2 separate regions of the Mus musculus genome follow, and region 2 is linked to region 1. A link is a contact called in public HiChIP or PLAC-seq data. All regions are on one chromosome and are shown on one strand. The core of a region is the stretch at or near the end of the contact, and the rest is flanking DNA. Distances in the headings are between cores, read along the strand shown.

What was found. HiChIP or PLAC-seq counts read pairs in DNA pulled down with a chosen protein or histone mark.
Region 2: a contact with region 1 is called in an H3K27ac HiChIP or PLAC-seq map of heart atrium, with 4 times the contacts expected there. The contact joins two enhancer-like sites. A contact is called at or near these places in 1 of 15 datasets of contacts at CTCF or cohesin (the NIH/3T3 cell line), 2 of 115 datasets of contacts at active chromatin or transcription factors (heart atrium and trophoblast stem cells) and 1 of 9 other capture datasets (embryonic stem cells).

Annotation. Positions count from the first base shown.
Region 1 is chr6:140,763,529-140,767,976 of GRCm38.p6, forward strand. It overlaps Gm30215 (a long non-coding RNA gene), which reads left to right. Exons shown (of 10, transcript XR_003956541.1): 5 at 3,370-3,603. Among named protein-coding and RNA genes, the nearest start is that of Gm30215, 86 kb to the left of the region's middle. Within about 2 kb of position 3,028, at least 16 of the 459 cell types and tissues checked have an H3K27ac peak or open chromatin away from gene starts, as enhancers often do. A contact at or near this core is called in heart atrium, where this site is marked.
Region 2 is chr6:141,089,192-141,093,727 of GRCm38.p6, forward strand. No RefSeq gene overlaps it. Among named protein-coding and RNA genes, the nearest start is that of Gm30524, 140 kb to the left of the region's middle. Within about 2 kb of position 2,785, at least 9 of the 459 cell types and tissues checked have an H3K27ac peak or open chromatin away from gene starts, as enhancers often do. A contact at or near this core is called in heart atrium, where this site is marked.

The DNA of each region.
Region 1 (4,448 bases), core at 1,778-4,277:
TATGTGGTACTTCTAGCAGACCTCAGCATCTTGGTCCCCATTGTTCATAGCACCACATTTGCTAATATCTGTTCAAGAGGGTATTGTGGGTTTTTAGACTCAGTATAAAAAGTTTTTTAATGGAGAACCTAGGAGCTATTTCCTATCTGTAGAACAACAAGTGAATGACCTCAAGTTTAGAACTGCCTGTGTGCCCAGAGTGCCCTGAAAAAATAGGAAGTGATATATGTGGGCAGTATTTTAACCTGAGATACAACACAAATCTGAACTAGCCCTAGGTCTGAGTGCCTTTTACCATAGATGACTTGTGGTGTCTCCAGGACAGAGTGGCTTGCTTACAGGGCCTCTTGCCCTCCACATTGATTGTTGTGAGTAACTTGGTGGAAACTCGTGATTGGTGGTTCTCTGCACTCTGGTGGCTGTGGGACAGCGTCACAGCCTTGCTGTTAGTATTTTGGCACACAAAGTGGCTAACCTACTGTATAACTTACTTGTTTGTATTCACATTCGCACATAAGCAACAACGGTCAATGTCATCTTTGAGCAGAAGACCGGGGAGAGCTCTGCTTTCTTCTACACATTCTTTGCCTCTGCTGATGTCTGAGCTCACTTAGAACACATCAGCTATCTGACTTACGATTTCAATGGTTGACTTTTCCATATAATTCTGCAGAATTATCTCCTGAGAAAATAATACCTTTGAGGCCAAGACTCAGCAAGCTGTCATAATATTTTCATTGTCTTACTAGGCAAAGAGTCAGCAAGCTCTCCAAGGATGGTGCTGCTGTTTCCTGGCTTCTTGGCAATACTGAAACTCATCTCTCTGGAGCAGTTATGTTTCTCTAGGTACACACTCTCTACAAACTGGACTTTATGTGACCTTTTGCATAAATAGCAGTGATATTACATCTGGGTGTGATGTGCCTATCTATAATCCCAGCACTTGAGAGTGTGAGGCAGGAGGATGGCTGTGAGTTCAAAGACACTGTGGGCTACAGACTGAGTCCTTGGTGAGCCAGGACTGTAGAGTGAGACCCCCTTCCAAGAAACCACAACAGAGGACCATAAGAGATTGCTCAGTGGTCACAACACAAGCTGCATAGGTCTAACAACCCGAGTTCATCCCCAGAACCCAAGGTGGAAGGAAGGACAGACCGGCTCTGTAAGTCTGTCCTCTGACCTCCAGATGTGGAGTGTGGGATATAGACACCTTTACACATGCAAACGTAAACTGCTAATAAATAAAGTATAGGAAAAAGAAACAAGATTGTATAAGATTATTCCACTTGTCTCCCACACCTCCGTAGGATCATGCTGAGCAACATTCTGCCAGTGGAGTGAGTTGTCCTGGAATTGCCTCAGATTTAATTGACTAAGAAAGTAAATTAAAAAAAAAAATCTGCTTTTTTGTGATACGTTTTCTGGGCAAATCCAGAGACAGGGAGATTGCCCTTAAAAGGGAGTTTTGTATGAAGGAGTTTTTTCGGGGGAGTAGGAAACTCAAAGTGTTCCTGGTGGCTGAAATGGTGATGTCACAGGACTCCTGTGAAGTCTCACAGGAAATGGTTTCGGCTGGACTTAACTCTGCTGGTTGGAGTCCGATTAGGGCGGAGAATTATGCTTGAATCTGGGGTTGGACTTTTCATCCAAGTTCTTTCTTTTTCTTTGTTTTTAAATTCACCAACTGATCCCTGTTGGTGGAGTTGCCGCTCAGGTTGCAACTGTTAAACTAAGGAAATTTGATAATTGACACTATGTTTAGAATACAAACGCCCCACATCTGCCAGCATCTGCCTGTGTGTATGCGCAGACGAAGACTGGGTCAGTGATGTCAGTGGAGTGTCTTTCTCAGTTGCTGTCTACTTTATTATCAGAGGCAGGGTTTCTTCCAAAACTAGAGCTCTCTTTAACTAGGCTGTTTGGCCAATGAGCTCCATGCATTTGCCTGTCTCTGCCTCCCCACTGCTTGAATTACATGTCTACTCTGCCATACCAAGACTTTTGTAGGTGCTGGAGACCCAAGCTCAGGCCATCATGTTGGCCCAACAAGTATTTTACACAGTGAATCATCTCCATTGTCCTTAGCTTCTTAAGGAACACTTAGAGAAAATACCTTTGGCTTTTGACACCTTCACTGTTGTGGTGTGTTGTGGATAGTCCTGGTGCTGTTTGTATTTTGATGCTAATTCTGCTTCCCCAGGAGGGGCTGCGGATGATGGTTGTATCACCAGTGACTTCTTGTAAACCTGCTCCCCACCTGGTAAAATAAAGGCTAGGGCCGGTGACTGGGCAGTGGAAGGGAAGGTGGAGCTGAAAAGTTTGGTGGAGAAGGAGGAGAGGAGAGAGAGAGAGGACAAGGAGGAGAGAGAAGGAAGGAAAACGGAGGAAGAGGAAGATGCTCTAGATTCAGTGTGGCGTTAAATAGCCACAGGTAGCCATGAATATATCATAAAAGGATAGAATAATTGGGATAACTTGTCTAATCTAGGTGGGCAGCTTGTATCATTATCAGTTGGCTCTGAAATTGCTGTGTGGGCATCTTGTGAATTGAGAATTTACTGATATATAAATCTGACTGACTAATTCTAAGCTTCTAGAGTTTTGATTTACTGGGCTAAGGGGATTTGTGACAACTAGCCGCAGGGGGTGGATGGCTGAGAAGGTACAGGCAGCTCTGAGGCAGATAAACCAGAGCTGGGAAGACTGCATCATGGCTAGGCTAGAGGTGGAGAGACATGGGCAGAGTAGCTGGGTATAGTGTGGGATGGTGCATTTTAAAATATTTCCTGCAACAGTAGTGTGAAGAACAAATACATCTTTAGAGTAATGTTTTGTGTGTTTTTAGCATTTAGACAAGAGACTTTTTCCACTTAAACTGGACGTCAAGTGACTGAAATCTTCAAAGTCTTCATCAAAACGGTATAGACTCAAATTTTGGAAGTTACTAGAAATTTCACAATGAGAAGATGCTATTAGAGCACCTAGCCAGAAGGTGGCGATCTTACCTTTGTGCTCATAGAAAACAGTGTGTCCGTGACGAGTTCGCAAGGGTTCAGAAACCTCTGAGGACTGTATTTCCCTATTTGTATTCAGATACAGTTTTATAGCAAAACAACATGTTTTTTTTTTCTCTTAGTGAGAACGTGGATAAATGGACAGAACCATTCTATAGACAATTTCTTCAATGATGTGTTCATATGTGAAATGGTTACGATCCGTATGGATGAGAAAATGCTCTCCTAGCAAATGTGAATTCTAAATCGTATCAGTCTTTTCTCCTTCGTTTATGATCTGTGCGTCTTAACCTGATAAACGCAGCTGCGCGGACAATAGAACAGAAACAATGTCCCTTCCTTTCTTTGTTCTTAGAGATTCACCATTATCTCAGAATCAAAATCTGGAACCTTCGTGATCTGGCTGAAGTCAGGAAGTTTCAGGCAAGGAAATCAAGGAAGATCTTCGGGCTTTAAACCACGGTCGAAGCTGATATCTAACCTGCAATCACTGAAAAGTAGACAATACAATCCACCCTCTTCAGCAGGAAGCAGTTACACCCTTCTAAGCCCCATGACCCTTCTGTCATTCTTGCCGCTGACCTGGAAGGTGAGAAAGCTTTGACTTCTGTAGAGACATCATAATGTTTTGTCTATTTTTGGTTTACTTCATAAGCTCTATATACAAAAAAGCTAATTGGTCTAGCAATGACTCACGGTGCCCAAATTAGGCAAAAAGTTGTAATAAAGATATTTTCTCTTAGAAATTGGTCATTGAAGGAGGGGTATGTACAACTTTAATTTGATTTAATTTAATCAAAACGAACATACATTGCAGGTGTAAAATGTCAAAGTGCTGAGCTAGCTAAGTAAAACTGGGTTTCCATGTTGTCAGCTCTTTTGCTCTAGACATTGTGTGGTCAGGGAACTCGGAGAAGAATGGGGGTGGGGGAGGGGCTAGAACAGGATGTCACCACAGAGAATACGGGAACTAGAATAGGATGTCTATTTAGCTTAAAGCAAGGGGATTATAAGAAGCCCTTTTGGCTACAGTCAAAGAATTGCAAGGTTTTCGGTATGGCAGGTGAAAACAAAGGCGTCTAATTTCTTCACTGTTAAGATCAAATGGAAGGGATGCTTGCATTTGCCTGGTTAGCAGAGTATTCAAAATCAAGCCGTTTCTATCAGGACAACTTCTTTGCCTCTCTCAGAGGGAAGGAAATGAACCAGAACTGGAAAAGAGCCTCTGTTCTCCCTTCCAGTTGATGCCGAGAAGAGACTGGTGCTTAAGTTCGTGAGGTCCAAGTGAAGATGCCTCCTCCACCCCACTCCGGCCACCCCCACCCCTGTTTCCATTCTCTTCCTCTATAGGGCGCTGACCCAATTCCCCAGGCTGTGTAGGGACCCAGCCATTGTCACAGAAGCTCTGCTGTTTTTTAGGTGCTGCAGCTGTCT
Region 2 (4,536 bases), core at 1,535-4,034, 330 kb after region 1:
TTATCTTGCAAGGTGTTGCTCTAGAATTATATGGTGGTACCTGTGTGTGTGTGTGTGTGTGTGTGTGTGTGTGTGTGTGTGTGTGTGTGTGTGTATGTGTGTATGTGTGTATGTGTGTATGTGTGGGTGTGCGCGCGAGCGCACGCGTGTGTGTATATCTGTGTGTGCACATGTGATTCCAGACATGGAAAAAGCCTCAAGCCTGGTGCTCCGAGGGACTAAGTGTCAGTGTCTGATGGAGAGGAGCAAACTCAGCAGGTGCCTTTGTTTGCACAGCTGCAGCCACAAGAGACTTCCATAGACTTAGTAACTTATACCCAGCAGAAGTTTCTTCTTCAGTTGTAGGAGGCTGGAGCTCACAGGCAGCTTGGCGGATTCTGGTGAGGAGCCTCTCCTGGGAGCTGCACAGCCCTCTTGCATTGAATCTTCACATGGTGAAAAGGTGCGATAGCTCTCTGGGGTCTCAGTTGTGTGGACACTGGCCCAGTCTTCATGACCTGATAACCCACCGAAGCCCCTGCCTGCTGCCAACTGTGATCAGATTGAAGGCTAAGTGTTAGTTGGTGAGCTTACCCGAGACACAAACCTTCACTCCACTAGAGAGAGCTTTCTGAGTTCTAACTTGGCGAAACAAGCTACTTTTCACTTGTATAGACTTAGGAAAAGCAGCAGGTCACGGGTGTATGTGGAAGACCATGCGTTCATGGATGGTATTCTTCCTGTTGTGAAACACAAGGTTTTTAGACCATGCTGATCTGCAGTCATTTCTGGGTTGTTGTTGGCTTCATGGCATTGGGAACATTGTTAAACAACTCAAGTCTAACTGGGAGGTTCCAGTTGAGCTTGCAGGACTAGATACAGTAATCAAGTTACCTAATGAAATGTTGAACAACCGAGGAAGAATTCAGGTTAATTCTGCTCGTTTATTAGACTCTAACACTAGTCAGTGCGTGTCCACAGACTAATTTCCTGAACTAGCGCAGTAGATGAATATTTAGAGAAATCCAATACAGAGTGTCACTCTCAGAAACCCTTATTAATTAGCTATTTGTCACACTATAAGTTCACTATCTCTATTAATATTAGTAGATTGTCCCAACATAAATATGTCTAAATAAATCAAGATCATCTTCAGGAAAATGGCAAGTACGGCAACTGTGGTACGTGTGTGTGTGCGTGTGTGCATGTGTGTATACATGTGTATGCATATGTGTTTGTATATATGTGCATGTGTGCATGTGTATATACATGTCTGTGTATGTGTGCATATGTGTGTGTGGCCTCTATGTGCATGTGTGTGCTTTGTGTGTATATATATATATGTATGTATGTGTGTGTGTGTGTGCATGTGTGTGAGAACATACTCATGCCCATGTACATGTTAATATGTCTGCATATGAAGGTGCATGTGGGGATCAGGGCATCTCTGAGTTGTCCACCTTTTTTATTTCTGAGCAAGGGCCTCTCTCTCACACTGATCCAGGATTCACCAAGTAGACTAGGCTCACTAGCTTGGACTTCAGGGATGCACCTGTCTCCATCCCCCCCAGTGCTGGGTGACAAGTGTGAGTCACCACATCTGGGTTTTCTTTTTTAAATACCTGGGTTCTGTGGTTAGTACTGAAGTCCTCGTGCTTGCAAGGCAAGTACTTTAAAAACTGTGCTATCCCCACAGTCTTGATCTATGGTTTAAAAATATTTTTAACTTGTTGTACAGCCTGAAACTATAAATATGACACATGTCCTTAGATGAAGACATGCTGATGGAGAAAACACAGAGATTTGCCAAGAACAACAAGAAATTGGAAAAATCTCATTCTTAAATATTTTGTTGCCCTTTTACTGTGGAACCATAACAGACAAGGAAGGAAAAAAAAAAAAGGCCCAAAGCAAAACAAGGCTCTGTTTTACCCATCTCTACCTGACAAAGCCAACATTTAACATAAGCCAAAATGTAGGAATTTGTTCTCAAAGTGTGAGTCAGGAGAAACCAGGTGGTGGGTTCCTTATCAAGTATGCAGTGGCCAGATAAAACCTGATTGGAGATAGACCCATTTTAATTGGAGCAGGCCCCTGAGGAAAAAGACAGACGTCAGCAAGCAGCTCTCTGGATAAACAGTGGCTGGAGAATCGTGTAGTAATCCCATTCCTATTTCATTAATTCTCCTTAAAAATAAACTTACCCTGTATTCTCTGGAAACAAGAATCTCAGCCCCTGTGCTTTCAAGGGAAGTGGATGTGTATGTTATGAATTCATTGTCTGGACGTCTGGAAAATGTTACTGAGTTGGGTAGGCGTTTATCAATCTCTGCAGCCACAGGGAAGGAGCCCAAGGTCCGCTGTGCTTGAAGGAAAGGTTTCCCAGGGAAGAGATCTAATATCAGCTGCCGCGATCATCACTCACTTGCTGTGAGCAGAGCAGAAAGCCCAGGATCATGTGGATCTTTTCATATCTGTTGAATGACTGCAAAGTTTTGAAACACGAGTAAAGCATGCTGTTAATTGGGCTGTATGTGTGGTGCCTTTTTAGCTGTTATTTATCCACAGCATCTGGTCCTTGGCTGTCATCCCACGTAGTCAGGCACAACATCATCCATCATCGCTTAATCTCGTGTTTCAGAAAGCACGGCCCATTTCTGATACGAAGCATCAGACACTTTGAAGTTATGTTCATGCACTCACGTCAGAAATCCATGAATTATCAAGGAATGAAAGTGGGGGCCAATGAGATGGCTCAGTGGGCAAAGGAGTGGCCAATGAGATGTCTTAGCAGGCAAAGGCAGGGCCAATGAGCTGTTTCAGCGGCAAAGGAGTGGCCAATGAGATGTCTCAGCAGACAAAGGCAGGGCCAATGAGATGTCTCAGCAGGCAAAGGTGGGGCCAATGAGCTGTTTCAGAGGCAAAGGTGGGGCCAAAGAGATGTCTCAGCAGGCAAAGGCACTGTGTAAGCTTGCCCACCCGAGTTTGATCCCTGGTCCCTCAGTGGAACTGAGTTTCCAGAGTTGTCCTCTGACCTCCACACACATTGTGCCACATGTTTACTTGAAACCCCCTCCCCATATCATGCACATATATAATAATGCTAAAATTTAAAAGTAAAAAAATAAATTATCATTTCCCTTTGTTTCACTCTGCCAAGGTTTCCTCCTCTCCTTGATCTACATGATAAAAGCTGTGACTCTGTCACAAAACGTGTAAGAATGGATGGGTTATATGCTCATGTCTTTAGGTTGAATTAGATCATATAATACTCTATATTTATATATTTTTGAGCTATCTTAAAAAGGAGACTGCAAATCTTCATTTGTTATTAAAAGTCAATAATCTGCCACCCATCGCTGCAAAATTATGCTTTTCTACTAGTCGATATTAAAGATTAGAATTATTTTATTTTATGTGTTCTGCTTCTCTGCATGTGTGTCCACAGGGTGAGTGCTGGCACCTGTCCTGATCAGATCCTGACACGGGAGTTATAGGTGGTTGTGAGCCTCTATGTGGGTGCTGGGATAGAGCCAGGCTGATCTGCAAGAGCAACAACTGCTCTTATATGCCTGATACATCTCTCCAGCTGCTAGTTGATTTCTTTAAACCAGGTGGCTCTGCTTGTGGAGTTAGGTTCTTAAATAGTATCTCATAATACATTATTCAAAATAAGATCTGAGATGTGTCAGTTTCTCATTTGGAAGTTAAGTGGCTTCACTCCCCACGCCTAAGCATCCTTTTGAACACACATTCTAGCTGAGACCCCTTGTAGGCTGTGTTCTTCATTCCCAACCAAGAATCCAGCCAAAATACAAATAACCAATAACTGGTATCGTTAGAGTATCATGCATATATAAAAAAATGCAAGAGACATTTCAATGGCGAAGAAATATGTTAACCTTGACTTTACAGTTTAACAAATAAGAAAATGAGTTTGGTAGTATCTGGGGCCGTGAAATAGTCGTGTATCTCTGGACACAGATTCTCAAAATCTTATTTCCTGGAAGGGAACTTATGAAGGCTAGTGGTAAGTTGCCTTGCTCCCGAAACTGTTCATTATGTTAAACAATTTACATATATGAAATATTTTGCAAAGTCAGAGGCAGAACTTAGGTTTTGATATACATGTGAGGCAAGCATTTTGTCACAGAGCTGTATTCTAAACCTTGGAAACAGGTTAAAATGCAGACAGCTTTGTAGATATTTGGGGTGTGTAAGGATTAAGATGTTTTCCAAATGAGAGCTTTTGATTTCGATAGTGGAACACCTTGATTTTGAGCAGAGAAAAGAGAAATATTGCTGCCTTGTATAAGAAACACTTAGGTAATTGTTTGTCTGACAGGGACACGTGAATGCCCAACAGTGTATCTGGAACTACAGTTGAACAACCAAGGTTTCTGCCAGGCTCAGAGGATGATGGTGTGAATGGACAGGCTTGTGGTCACTTGAGATTTAAACCATTGATTGCTGTCTTAAGGTATAACAATAACGGATTAGCTAAATTTAATAATCTGAACCTTTTGTAGACATTGGCAGGGAAGAGTTGAAAGGGGC